Regions from separate parts of the Mus musculus genome. Here all the other regions are linked to region 2. The links are chromatin contacts, called in public HiChIP or PLAC-seq maps. All regions are on one chromosome and are shown on one strand. The core of a region is the stretch at or near the end of the contact, and the rest is flanking DNA. Distances in the headings are between cores, read along the strand shown.

Region 1 (4,891 bases), core at 1,844-4,343, 120 kb before region 2:
CAATTTTATTGTTTTTTTTCCCTTATTTTTAAAAAATTCATGTATATGGGTGTTTGTCCAAATGTATGTGCACAACATTCCTGCCTGGAGCCCAGGGAAGCCAAAGAAGGCACTAGATTTCCTGGCGCTAGACTTACAAATGGGTGTGACTGTCATGTGGGTTCTGTCACTAGAACTCAGGTCTTCAGTGCTTTGCAGTGCTGAGCCATCTCTCCAGCCCCAACTTCTAACTTTAATCAGTATATTTTACTGGAGAAAGGCAACAGAAAGTGTGGGAGCGTTAGGCCTAGAGAAAAACTAGAAGAAGGTTTTACAAGGTGCGTTTCGTATTGAGAACTACCTACCACGGAACCTAATGCTAATCCCCACTTTCTGGCAAGAAAACATATGTAGGGAAACAAGATGGAAAGGAGTTCAAGAGAAGCCAAATGGCATCAGACCCTTTATAGGGAAAGATAAATATTATTTGCGTATAGGGATTTTAATCCAGCAACATGGCTGCTCTGGTTGAAATACAAGCAATGCCCTTAGCAAACACTTCTAATCCCAAACAATGACAATAAAGTTAGTTTGTAGAAGGAAGTACCCGTGTTTGAAAGTGGTGTCTAAGTAAGTGGGAAAGTGACAAATCAAAGATTTAACAGAACAGAATATGCCCAACTCTCATGAGAACAGAGAGAAAAATAGAGGCTGCTTCACTGTAAAATACAGGAAACAGGCAGAGGCAGGCGGATTTCTGAGTTCGAGGCCAGCCTGGTCTACAAAATGAATTCCAGGACAGCCAGGGCTGTACAGAGAATCTCTGTCTCGAAAAAAAAAAATAGGAAACCCATGCTACACTCCACAGACCTAAAGAAGCTAAACAAGAAGGAAGGCCCAAGCGAGGAAGCTTGAATAAAATAACCATAAGAGGCAGATGGAGGAGATGCGTTGGGTGGGAGAGGGGTTGGAGAGAGGAAAGCAGAGGATCAGATGTGGGAGAGATAGAAGAGATGGCTAGATGGCCATGATAATCTACAATTGACCAGGGTAGGCATCTCCAGGACAAGACAGAGACCATAAGCGTACCCAAGAGTCAAAGCGATTAACCTTAGCTGTGACTTACAGCACCTGGGATATGGAACCTGAAGAGGCCATCTTCTATAGCCAAACAGGAACCCCAGTGGAGCAATAGGGACACCAAACCACCCACAAAACTTTCAATCCAAAATGTATCCTATCTACAAGAAATGCAGGGTCAGGGATGGAGCAAAGACTGAGGGAATGGTCAACCAATAACTGGTCCAACTTAAGACCCATCCCATGGGAAAGCACCAGTCCTTGGCACTATTATTGATACTCTGTGTTACGCTTGCAGACAGGAATCAGGACATGGCTGTCCTGAGAGGCTCTAAGCAGCAGCTGACTCAGACAGATACAGACATCCATAGCTTAACAGTGGATGGGGTCGGGGCACTTTTATGGAAGAATAGGAGGAAGGATTATAGCCCCTAAAAGGATAGATAGGAACTCCACAAGAAAACCAACAGAGTCAACTAACCTTGACCCTTAGGGCTCTCAGAGACTGAACCATCAACCAAAGATCATATGCAGGCTGGACCTAGGCCTCTCCACTCATATGTAGCAGATATACAGTTTGGTCTCCATGTGGGTCCCAAACAATAGGAATAGGGGCTATCCCAAAAGCTGTTGCCTGTACCTTGGTTATATTCTTCTAGCTGGGCTGCCTTGTCTGGCCTCAGTGGGAAAGAAAAGTACTTAGCCTATAAGAGACTTGAAGTTCCAAGGGGGGGATAGACAGGGAGGGCCTCACCTGCTCAAAGAGAAGGGGCTGGGATGGTGGGAAGGATTGTGGGAGGGAGTGACGGGGAGGGGCAGTGAACAGGACTTGAAGAAGGAGCCTTTGCCTTGTTTCCTAGCTCAGAATTTCTGAGAAGAAAGGTACAATCACCTTTGTTCCTGACAGTAAAGGTCTTTTGTCTCTGGTTACTTTCAATTTTCTCCTTCATTCTCCTCCTGGAGATTTGTTCCTGGTTTTTAAAAAAGTTGCTTAAATTTTTTTTTTCTTACCTTTACCTTTTTGGAAAACTATGCACATATTTTCTTGCTGCTGTTTGTCATGGTAGTTGGTTTAGTGATGTTTAGCCTATGTTTTGTGGTAGCTGCCAGTCAGGTCAGGCCTGCTTGGTTTAGTTGGCTCCCTTTTGGCTATGGAGTGAGTGGATGAGACTTTTGATGGCTTGGACTGGATGACAGCTGAATGACTTTTAGTCCTTGCAGCAGAGTTGTGTAAGAGACAAGGGATGGGTAACATGCACAGTGGGAAGTGAAGAAACCACAGAGGGAGGAAGGCCCAACTCTTCCTCACACCTTCCTTTGAAGGGGCCATCAAGCTAACCACGCCCTGGAATGGGCTCTCCCTGTACTGTTCCTTTGAAATGAGCAGCTTTGCCTCACAGCTAGAGGGAAGGAAGGAACCAAGCAGATATCTAGCAGAATCAGAAAAAGACCAGGAACTGCCCAGGGAGTTCTTCCAAGGTTACTGTCGCTGTGCCCTTGTATTCAGCAAGCATTGTTTCCAATGGCTGTGCACATATGCAAAGACAATTTTCGATTTTCCCTACTCCCCACCCAACCCGCCACCCCCATCCCCGTGTGTGCATACGTGCTTGGGTGATGTGATTGGATTTGTTATGTCACTTCTGGAGGGCCCTGTATAAAGTAAAATCTGAATTAGAAACGTTGATATGCTTTGCTCTTATCAGCCTGTCTTTTATCGTAGTGACTTTAGCCGTGAATCTTGCCATAGGCGAGAAAATGTTTTTTGGTTTTTTGCTGCTTTTTTTTTTTTGGAGGGGGGGGTGGTTTTACAATGCTGTGGAATGTAGGTTTCTCATACTTACTAAACAAAACTCCTACCTGCACGTTACACCCTTTGCTGGAAGCCTACACTTGTGCCACAGGCCCGGTAGTTTTCACTTCTAGAATGTGGGAGCTCAAGGTCAGCGAGAACTAGCTTAGGGCCTCAGGAGGTATTTCCTGATCAGTCAAGGAAGTCCCCACACAGCACATGATCTTCTACATTCTCAGCAACAGAGGAAAACTTCCAAACTCCCTTAGTACCTCATTCCTTCTCCTTTTGTTCATCACTGTTTGTACCAAACACATTATTGTCCTGCGGTGGGAATGTTCAATTGTTTGTGTCACGACCTCCCGCGGCCACCAAAACAACCTAAACACAATAAAAGAGCTCTGAATTCTGAAATCACAGCAGGTGACAAGTGGAAGCTTCCTGGAGACACAGGAAGGACAGAACCCAAGGAGCTCCAAGGTGACTTCCTGGGAGTGGATGTCACCAAGGATTTTGATTTTAGGATTACTAGAGCACTGGGCAGGTGGGGGGGTAAGGTTAGCAGGATAAATTAATTTGTCTCACTATTTGCTGCTCTCTTCTACCCTGCCGTCTTCCTGGGATAAATGGTTCATAGTCCTGCGGGCCCACATCAGGCAGCACTGGTTCAGGCCGTCACTCTAGGGTGGCTTTCACGTGCAAACTGGGGCCCTGTGCCACCTTTGGGTCACTACCTTGTATCCTTGTGGTGTGCTTGGCTGCACTGTGGAGAAATTCTACCCCTATGCTTTCAATTCACTAACTTAGGCTCTAAGGTTCCACGCAGAGCTCTTTCTGCTCATTGTTGTACCTATCTTTAAAAATTGTGTTTGGACTTTTTAAAGAATAACTTAGATAGCTCTTTCTAAAGCGTTTAAGCACAGAAACAAAAATACTCACTTTAATTTACTTATGTAATAATTCTTCCATGTTTGATAATATAAGAGCAATGTTGACTGATTTTCTCATCATGAAGTTTACTTTTTAAATGTTTGCTTCCTTAAATGGTTGGATATTTCTGACTGAATGTTAGACTTGTGAGTTTAATCTAACCTTGCTCTTCTGCCCCCAGGGCTCTTTGTTCTGGGCTGTGATGGGTTATACGGAACCCTCATGTCTACACGGGACTTGACTTCAGCTGTGTCAGGGAGACACAAACCACTTTTACCTTCAAGCTTTGCCCTATCGGTTCTTCACAGTTAATGGGATGGCCGTGTATCGGTGAGCAGGAAACGCAACGTGTGGGCTTTCTGCCTTCCAATCTGTTCTTTCATGGTCAGACCTTGAGTAATTTCCTCAAGTGCTCTGTTAAAAGATCACTGTTGAGAGTAGACAGTGAGGTGACCCCTGTGTAAGTCCCTGGTTGTGCCCCACACTGACCCTGTCCCCAGATGTCTCAGCTTCCTGACACTCACCCATCCATCTCCACAATGGCTCCAGGCTCTTCCTGTATCACACATAACTTACTTAGGCTTTAACTTCCTTTAAGGAAAGCTCATTTAGATTCTTTTCTGTCTTTGGCACTGCCTGCCCTTCACAGCCATTATTGCATCCTGCCTTCTTCTGTCCAGGCAAAATTTATGAGGGAGCAATCCTTGCTTGCACATAATGACCGAAAGCAAAGCTGGAATAGTCTAGTTACAGAGATGCTTCAGTAGTTTCTGTGATCTCTCTTGTTACTTCCTCTGTACCACTTCTAAGACCTAGTCAGTGTCATGCAACCTTCAAAACATGTCTCTTTTGCATGAGGTTTATTTTGAGGTTGTTTTTCTTTTTCTTTTTTTTTTTTTTTTTGAGAAAAAAATAGCAGTCACAAGAGAAATTTTGAAAACATAAATTTTGAAAATAAAAGTAGAGAAGTCTCTATTTTTTTTTTTTTAAGTAAAACAAAATTTATTAAGGAAATACTTGACTTTGAGACTGTTTCTCTCTGCACCAAGACAGAAAGGATGACTTTCAGGGCCAACTCCTATCCCCAGTGAAGGTTCCAGTGCTCTGTCT
Region 2 (4,531 bases), core at 1,026-3,525:
TTCAAAGCAAGACTAGAGGTTCATCTGTAATAGAAAAGAATGAGTTTCTGAATTCATATGTTTATGTGAATTTCTCTTCAGTGAACTAGTCAACACTTAACACCTTGTTTTCTAAGTGTTTTCGCCACACATCAAGTCAATTACCTCGAAATGGGACTTTAAAGTTAAGAAGCTACGGAGTTATTCTAGTTTGTCCTTGGTAACAAACATAACTTGGAGATGCTTGCAAAACACACACACACACACACACACACGCACACACACACACACGCACATGCACACACCACTTGACACCACTTGACAATAATGCTTTAGACCAAGTTTGAGGTATTTCTGTGAATGAATTATGAAAGAACTCGACAACTCATTTACTTCTTTAAAAAAAAAAAATCAAAATGGCCACTTGATTTGGGAATTTTCCATAACCGTGCAGAACAGGGAAAAGTTTGGAGTCTAACGTTCCCAAACTCTAAAAATATGGCTACAGAGGCTTCTTCGATGGTTCTGAGTTAATAGCCTCATGTACACCATGCTCAAGTATCAGTTTCAGGACAAAACAGACAGAAGTAAGTTCTGGAAGGTCAATTAAGTTTTACTGTAAGTTTTTCTATGCATTGTTTGGAAGTTTCCTAGCCAAGAGGCTATTATTAACTAAGGAGTGGAGTCTCCTGGGAATAGATGCCTGAGAATGTGACAATCAGAAATCAGGTATGCCATGACACTTCCTTCCACAGTCCTGATTTGTCTACTCCTTCTGGCCCCTAACTTACTTCAAGATAGGAAGAAAAAAAAAAAAGTGAACGCCATGCATGTTTGCTGTCCTCCAGCCCACAGCTGGGTTTTCTACCAGGACGCCAGCAGCCCAACACTTCAGGCACTCAACGCAGTTCTAAACATTTTTTTTCTTATTATTCTGGTTTGTTTTGTTTTGTTTTAATGTTACACGGAACCACATCACGCTCACGCACCATCAGCTGAGAGAGCTTACACTTTCACTTAAATCAGCTCCAAAACTCGCTTCCTGGCCCAGCAGGCACGCATGCATGCATGCATGGCCCATGCAGGCAAACAAGAGAGGAGTGTGGTGCCTGTGGTTTGGGTTGGTTTTTGTTTTTGTTTTTTGTTTTTTGTTTTTGTTTTTTCCTTTATTTCTTTCTTTCCTTTTTGGAAAGCGTTGACAATGTCCTTTTTACCCATAAACACCCTCCCCTCTCCCCTAGCTGCACACCCCGCTCCCTCCCACCGCCAATTCAAGCACGAGGGGGCGGGGGCGGCGGGGGCGAAGGGGGCCGCCGGGGATTCAAAAACCTGCCCTCACAAAAGACAAACATAAATAACACCAACTTGAGAGGCAGCCGATTGATTTTCCCCAGCCCGGTTCGGGACGCCATCCCTCGGCCCCCGGGGCAGGGCCGGGAGAGCAGGTGACGCCAGGCGCTAAGGCAGGAGGAGGTCGCAGTCTAGCCTGGTGCCAAGAAGCACCTGAAGTCCTAACACATTGGCGGCGGCTCCGGGCCGCTGCCAGGCGGATCCCGGTCTGTGGCACCGGGGGAGAGACGAGCTCGCCGGCCACACTGGAGCGGAGGGAGAGCAAAGGCTAGGGTGACAATCACACGAATGCCTCTGCTTTTCCTCCCAGTGTGCCGGGGAAACAATAGATCCCGCAGAGGATCAAGCCTCCCTCCTCACCCTGGCGCTCCCGGACCGCAGTCCACCCCCACCCGCCCGCGGGTCCGCCTTTGTGCACGCCGCCGCGTCCCCGCGCTCCCGCCGCCCCGCCACCCGCACGCCGCCCCCTTACCGAGCGGCCCGGGCGGGAGGTCGGACTCCTTCGGCGCTCTTCCCCCCCGCCCCCCCGTGACCGTGCGGGGCTCGGCGCCGACCGTGTGCCCTCCGCCCGCTCGTCACGGCGCGGCGCGCGCGGCGGCCGCCTGCACTCGCGCCTCGGCCCCCCACGCGCGTCTTGCCCGCGCGGGGCGGCCCCGGGACGCGCGCTGCGCTCCCCCCACCCCCACCCCCCACCTCCACCCCAGCCATGGCGGCCCGGCCTGGGGACCCGACGCGCAAGCGGGCACCCTCGCCTGCGGCCTGGGATCGGGGACGCCGCTCGGCCCACGTGCGGGGCCCCCCACGCCGGGCCCTGAGGCCCGCGAGGCCCGATGGACTTAGGGATCAGGCCGCGGGGATGAGGAGGGCCCCGGGGTAACAGGTGCCTCACCTCGGCTGATGGGATTAACTCTAGGGCCGCAAAGAGAGGGAGCCCAGCAGCGAAATCCCAGGAGAGGGAGAGAGGGAGCCTCTGGCGGCCAACGAAGGGCGAAAGGCACCGGCCCGAGGCAAGGCCGCCCCACCCCCAAGACCGTGGGCGAGGGGGCTCTGGCACTTAGGGCAAGGCCTGTGCCTTCCAGATGCTGAGGACCCCACAGTCTGTGGTTAAGTCTGTGACCCCAGGCATCCAAGGCCTGGCCATGGCCTGGGCTGGCCTAGAAGGCCAAGACCTAGGCCCTAGTCTACTCTACTGTGGTGTCCACTGGGATGATCCAGCTGACCCTCAAGGCCACACTACTAGAAGGAAAGGGATGAAGAGGACTTTGGACTTTTCTTCTTGTATATCTTTTCTGTTCACACTCACTGGTTTTGCCCTGTTAAAAACTCTCACTACACCCTCTCCTCCCAAATAATGTGACAGGTTCCATACTCTTCTCCTTCATACAAAATGGACTTTGATGGTCAATATAGACCATTGATGTATCCAAAAGCCTTGTAGGGCACAGGTACCATTTTTGAAGAGTCAAAATTGTGTTTTTGCCACACGTATGTGAGGTGCACACATAATCCCAACACAGCCAAGACAGGAGAATTGAGTTTGTGGACACCCTATAATCCAGCCATTGTCTGGAGATACAGAAACAACAGCTGACCAATGGTGGCGCACGCCTTTAATCCCAGCAGAGAGGCAGAGGCAGATGAATCTTAGAGTTTGAGACCACCCTGGACAACAGAGTGAGTTCCAGGACAGCCAAGGCTATTCAGAGTAACCGAATCAGGAAAATAAAAATAAATATATAGTAGCAACAATAGCCTGAAATTGTGTGTGTGCATAGAAAAAGCTGCAAGATCGTGTAACCCTCTCAATACAGGCAATCTAGAAAGAGGCGAAAGTACTTAATATTCCATATAGCACTGAATGTTAGATTTAGAATTTCAGTAGCCATGGCAGGGGTCAGGCTACCGCCCTTCAGCCTGTCTGTTCAGTGCTGCCGCTCTTCAGCCTGTCTGTTCCCTAGTCATTTAGATTTTAAAATTCTCAACCTTTGCTTTAATGCAGAATTTTTAGAATTAGCTCGTAGGCTGCAGGATTGAGGCCTGTTAAAGGGTATTTTAGAGTAGATAGAGACACTTAGGGTACGATGAAGGCACACTCCAGAACACAGCTGGGCATTCTCTGAGGCTTTCTCTTTGTTTTCCTTCCAGTATATACCATTTCCGATATATATCATTCAGGCCAGTTTTGAAACTATTGTCTTCAAAGGATGAGCAAAGAACTTAAATGAGATACTGGGGTAATCCCACAGGCGTGCCCTCCAGGTTTCAATTGATACTGTAAAATTCTAGATCACCCTAATTTTGAAAGATAGGCTATCTTTACTGTAAACAAATTTCTTGGCCTGTCAAAATAGCTCAGCAGATAAGAGCACTGACTACTCTTCTTCCGAAGGTCCTGAGTTCAAATCCCAGCAACCGTATGGTGGCTCACAATCACCCGTAATAAAATCTGATGCCCTCTTTTGGTGTGTCTGAAGACAGCAACAGTGTACTTATCTATAATAATAAGTAAATCTTCTTTTAAAAAAAAGTTCTTGTTTGAGATTTCTAGAAAATGTCTAGAAAAAGAAATGAGGTACTTCCAAGGTCATTTGTGGCCTGTCCTTAAGCTTGGCTCATAGCTATTTTAACGTGTGTGTGTGTGTGTGTGTGTGTGTGTGTGTGTGTGTGTGTGTTCAACTTTTACAGCAAATGTCACTAATTGTGCTGGAAGTCTTGCCTCTCATTGGTAGAAGTGGACTCAGCTCTGGGATGAATATCTTCTTTTCCTTCCATGTTCCAGTAATTTCCCCCATCTTTATATTCTGCCCTAGAATTATCTTTGCAGATACATTCCAAGCCCTCCCCAACCCCAATTTATAACCAAAATAAAAATGGTACCGAACCATATGTGTGTGTACTTATTCTGCACATACCTAACCACCAAGCTTAATTCAACTAAGCCACAAAAAGTTAGCAATAAAAAAAGGGAAATGAGCCAGGCGTGGTGGCGCACGCCTTTAATCCCAGCACTCGGGAGGCAGAGGCAGGCGGATTTCTGAGTTCAAGGCCAGCCTGGTCTACAAAGTGAGTTCCAGGACAGCCAGGGCTATACAGAGAAACCCTGTCTCAAACCCCCTCCCCCCCAAAAGGGAAATGATACAATACACTGCAGTAATTAATTAAAACAATGTTTTCCTAACAAATTATATTTTTAAAGATTCAC
Region 3 (4,676 bases), core at 1,658-4,157, 71 kb before region 2:
TCAAAACTGGGATTTCGTTAAAGTGGAATGCAATTGATTTTTAAGTATTACTCGAAGTTATTCTCCTAATGAGTGAAAACCAAATTTCTTGCACTGTGTAAGTATTTTTAAACATTAGTTTTAACTGATCAATACTCTACACTGCATCAGAGGCCTAGCCAAATATCATATCATAAACACAGGGACAAAGTTTTCTTAAGATCTCATTTCTTTAATCCTCAAATAAATTAAAAATGGGTTCAAGCAATTGAGAACTTTTAGAGTAATTCCTGAAAAAAACTTAAGCGATCCAGCTAAGGCAAGACGCAAAGCATGGCCACTGCTTAGCTGGTTAAAGCGCCTGTCTGCTAAGACGCAAGGCACAGATCATATGTTGCCTTCCTTCCTTCAGAAAAACAGCAGCAATACCTGAACCACGCGTGACCATCACTAAGATCCTAACAATCCTGTGTATGGCAGAGACGTTCCATCTCTACAGTGATACAATCTGCTCCTCACAGCCTTTTATGTTACTTTTAGCTGGAAAAATAACATGTATTAAAAGGGCAATTGACCAAGGTCTATCATGTGTTCACGGAAGGAAGGGGGATTTTGCAAGTATCCTGGACTGGTAAGGTTTATAATATTTGTTTATATATGCTCCCCCCCCCCCAAAAAAACAACAACAAAAAAAAAAACATGTAGCCAGGGCATTTTTCTAAACCACAGATCTTAAGGCAATTATATTAGGAGTTCTTTGGGGAGTTGCTGACACATGCTAACACGTGGTCCACATCCCCCTCTATACTACACATGGTCCTAAGATGGACGGAAAATGTATTTCTGAAGAGGAAATGATGTTTAGCTTCAACAGACGGGTCTGTAATTCAAAACCATCCTTGGAAATTTTAGGTTTTTGATTTGAAATGTATGCTAAATTGTTGATCACCCTTGTGATTTTCAGTGAATTTTCTTACCGTGTTTAATATGATTCTATAACTATCAAAACTTTAAAATCTTATTTAAATGTTTGTAAAATTGTATAAGACAATGATACATTAACATTCAAGCTACTGTTTTTTTTTTTAAACTGGCAGCCTTTGTAGAATTAAATCATTTTGTAAAAATATTTATTCATTTATTTATTATATGTAAGTACACTGTAGCTGTGTTCAGACACTCCAGAAGAGGGCATCAGATTTCGTTACGGATGGTTGTAGGCCACCATGTATGTGGTTGCTGGGAGTTGAACTCAGGACCTTTGGAAGACCAGTCGACGCTCTTAACCGCTGAGCCATCTCACCAGCCCTAAATCATTTTTTAAAAGACTGGAAATGGGAAAGTAAATAAAATAAAATTAATTCATAATCCAAAATGTCCTCAGTAATCATCAAGGTTAACCCTATGGGAAGAGCCAGTTAACAGGAAGAAAACAGTAAACAAATAAGGAACGATAACCGCTCTGAAGACATGATAGTGACTTAACAGTCAAAATCCCTCCTCACATAGGGAGGGCAGAGAGTCTAGAAATACGACCAACAGAATATTAGTTCTAAAATAGTTTACTAATAAAAGCGTCATTTTTTCATTAAAAAAATAAAAACATTTTTATCTCTGTTAAGTATGATCAGTAGTCTTTACCTGCTGACTGGTGGAAATACATCCTGTCTTCCTCACAGACAAACATGCAACAGCTCTGTAATGGTGTGACTGTCGTCCAGGGTAGGAGGAACCCGTTCTCTGTGTCTCCTTCCCTCCACTGTTGCAATGTGCAGGAGTGAATGGTGGATAAAGTGGGTGCGGTCATCTGTCACTACGAGTATATTTAACCATGAGCAGAGGACAACAATTCCAACAGAGCACCACACTGGCTAAACGACGCACAACTCGAGAATGAACAGATAAAAGCGAAACCTTAGCTCAGTTACACAGCTCTAGTGCTTTTACTGAGGTGGTGGAGTCCTTTCAGCTTCAAACCAGTTCTACATACATGGAACACTTTCAACTAATAAGTATGTGTCACGCCGGGCGTGGTGGCACACGCCTTTAATCACAGCACTCGGGAGGCAGAGGCAGGCGGATTTCTGAGTTCGAGGCCAGCCTGGTCTACAAAGTGAGTTCCAGGACAGCCAGGGCTACACAGAGAAACCCTGTCTCGAAAAACAAAAAAACAAAACAAAACAAAAAAAAAAAAGTATGTGTCAAATACCCACTTTAGAATGTACGGTTAATTTTATTGAAAGTGTAGGAGAAATTAGATAATGATAAAATAAGTTTTCACTGAAGATTTTAAGTATTTCTCATAGATTTTAAGAGGAAAAAAATGAAATCTGGGTGTGTTCTCTCTCCCAGTCCTTCTAATAGTTTTCTTAACTTGTACGTGTGTGTGTGGGGGGGGGGGGGGGGGGGGGCGTATCCTAATCTTTTCAATGACTTTCATTTAAAAATGTGCAATAACTAAACTATCAGTTCAGACAGGAAACAAAGAGGAATGTTTGTTGAAGTTCTTTGGCTTGATCTATTCCATTCATATATTTTTCTGATATTTCAGGCGTAGAATTCTTTTTTCCTAAAATGGTAGGAGTTTATGGCCACACCACCAGAAACATGTCTAATCTCATCTAAAATGCTAGAAATGTACCTGACAGTGAACTTTATACCTAAAGTCAAGTAGAACAAGAAGACTAAAAGTAATCCATTTGTTTCCTTCTCTGCTAACAAGAACTGCAACCCCATCATTTCTCAGGGACTATTTCCAGGACTGACAGAGGTCACAGTGTGCAGAACACAAGGAAGGTCTTCCCTCGTTCCTATCCTTCTGAAGGCATACGTGTGACTTGCTCGCGCTTTCTTCTCAACCCTCCCACTGCACAGGACTCCAACAAGGTTCCAACCTCCTGTTTCTACAGCAGTGGTTTCAACTCTAATTGCGCAAGGGATTACCCAAGCACGCCACACCAGGTACTTCCTGTAACTGTGACCTCCGGGTGAGACTATAGAGGTGATTTGAAGACTTCGTACAGTCTGAAGGAGGAGACACGTAGGGAACCAACACCACACAATTGAAAAACTGAGGGATAGCTGACCTAGATTTTCATTTTGGTGAGGTTCGTAGGTTGTATTTTCTACATGAGCCTTTGTATTAAACAAGATGCATTAACACTCCTTTGAAGATTTTCATAAGTGACTTAAATCTAACTACTGAAAACAAAAGGTAATTTTTTTCATCACTGATAACATCTTACTAAAAGAACCTGCCTCAGAATCCTGAGGAGAAAACCCAGTCACGTGTGACAGGTGATTTTTGCTCATTTACACTTACCCTTTTTAAAGACGTCCTTTCACAAGTACCTGACAACCCGTTTTTATTGGCCATGATGCCACTGGCAACCGTCCAACAAGAAAGCTGCACTCACACCCACTGAGCAGTCTTACAGCAGCGTGGCCACCAAGGAGCTCTTTAAACAGTCACAGGCACTACAGAGTAAAGGCCTATGAGGATGTCCTCTAGGGGCAACGCTGGCCCTATGGAGTACATCACACAGTCCTGAGCCAGACTCTCACTGCTGCCATTCAATCAGCCCCAGGTAGAAACAGCTGGTTTTTCTTTCTGACCCACATTGTTCTAGTTCACCTGGGAGCAGAGAGCAAACGTTTCTCTCTTCATGGATCATTTTATTTATCACATGGGGGCATGCAATGTTTTTTAAATCTGCAGACTAGCCTTTTATTTTTGGTTCCAAACCCACAGAGGATCCTGAAATCAAAACTGTAATCTTTGCCTTCCTAAAAGGAATGCCTACGGCCGGGTGTGGCGGCACATGCACGGCTTTAATCCCAGCACTTGGGAGACAAAGGCCGGCAGATTTCTGAGTTCGAGGCCAGCCTGATCTACAGAGTAAGTTCCAGGACAGCTAGGGCTAAGAAACCCTGCCTCAAAAACAACAACAACAAAAAACAAAACAAACAAACAAAAAAAACCAAACAAACAAACAAAAAAAAGGAACCCCTAGTTTTGACCTGTTCTTTGCTATGCATCCTCATCTGAACATCACATGTCCTCAAAGACCCCAGCTGCACCGTAACTCCTCCTTCTTCATTCCTACAGACAGCGCAAACCCTGCTTCGTATGCCCTCTTAAATGAAAGAAGGCTAGCGTCAACATTGTGGACTTTCCATACATAAAGAAAGCTTGTTCTATGGTTATTTTTAGCACTGCACACATAAAAATGCTACAGACATATTATAAATATATTTTTGAACAGTTTCAGAGCCTCTTCTTAGCCAGTACAGTGGTGTGTTTTTTAGATAAACACCAACCTTCTCTCTTACAAAGCTATCATCTTAAGGGTTGACCATGTCCCCCAATGGCCAGCCTCTGTGGCTGGGGGCAGTGGGGACTTTCTAAAGGCCACGTGGACAGAACACTACCTAGTGCCAGCTTCTAGAAAGGAGGCTCTGTGCTGCACAACTCCTTAAACATTTCAAATAACCTTGTACACAATTAAACTTGGTATAAATATACTCCCGAATTAGAAACATCAGAGATGTTTGTTTGATTTTTCAAGTGTGCGTCTGGGAAGCAAGGACTTACATATTTCACTGAATGTCTTAGTCTTCAATACATTCAAGACGTAGGCTCCACCTTTTAGACGCCAGTAAAAGTTCACTTTTTTAAGCAACAAAGCAAAACAATG

The links. HiChIP or PLAC-seq counts read pairs in DNA pulled down with a chosen protein or histone mark.
Region 1: an H3K27ac HiChIP or PLAC-seq map of embryonic stem cells shows a contact between it and region 2, with 8 read pairs. The contact joins the enhancer-like site here to the promoter of Ppp1r9a in region 2. A contact is called at or near these places in 1 of 39 promoter capture datasets (cranial neural crest), 13 of 484 Hi-C or Micro-C datasets (the N1E-115 cell line, embryonic stem cells, extraembryonic ectoderm and 2 more), 8 of 115 datasets of contacts at active chromatin or transcription factors (embryonic stem cells, forebrain and stem cell-derived neural progenitor cells) and 4 of 9 other capture datasets (adipose tissue, embryonic stem cells, liver and 1 more).
Region 3: a contact with region 2 is called in an H3K27ac HiChIP or PLAC-seq map of embryonic stem cells, with 8 read pairs. The contact joins the enhancer-like site here to the promoter of Ppp1r9a in region 2. A contact is called at or near these places in 2 of 39 promoter capture datasets (3T3-L1-derived adipocytes and stem cell-derived epiblast-like cells), 11 of 484 Hi-C or Micro-C datasets (8-cell embryo, Sertoli cells, cerebral cortex and 6 more), 8 of 115 datasets of contacts at active chromatin or transcription factors (cardiomyocytes, embryonic limb bud, embryonic stem cells and 1 more) and 2 of 9 other capture datasets (adipose tissue and pancreatic islet).

The regions. Positions count from the first base shown.
Region 1 is chr6:5,017,688-5,022,578 of GRCm38.p6, reverse strand. The region is part of intron 2 of Ppp1r9a (protein phosphatase 1, regulatory subunit 9A); the gene reads right to left. Among named protein-coding and RNA genes, the nearest start is that of Gm52886, 35 kb to the left of the region's middle. Within about 2 kb of position 3,093, at least 33 of the 459 cell types and tissues checked have an H3K27ac peak or open chromatin away from gene starts, as enhancers often do. A contact at or near this core is called in embryonic stem cells, extraembryonic ectoderm and trophoblast stem cells, where this site is marked.
Region 2 is chr6:4,900,719-4,905,249 of GRCm38.p6, reverse strand. Ppp1r9a (protein phosphatase 1, regulatory subunit 9A) reads right to left here and starts at 2,275. Exons shown (of 16, transcript NM_001363809.1): 1 at 2,219-2,275; 2 at 1-24. It overlaps Gmfg-ps (glia maturation factor gamma-like), which reads left to right and starts at 2,036. Exons shown (of 5, transcript XM_030255708.1): 1 at 2,036-2,202. The coding sequence starts at 2,036.
Region 3 is chr6:4,971,757-4,976,432 of GRCm38.p6, reverse strand. The region is part of intron 2 of Ppp1r9a (protein phosphatase 1, regulatory subunit 9A); the gene reads right to left. Among named protein-coding and RNA genes, the nearest start is that of Gmfg-ps, 71 kb to the right of the region's middle. Within about 2 kb of position 2,907, at least 45 of the 459 cell types and tissues checked have an H3K27ac peak or open chromatin away from gene starts, as enhancers often do. A contact at or near this core is called in embryonic stem cells, granulocyte-monocyte progenitors and uterus, where this site is marked.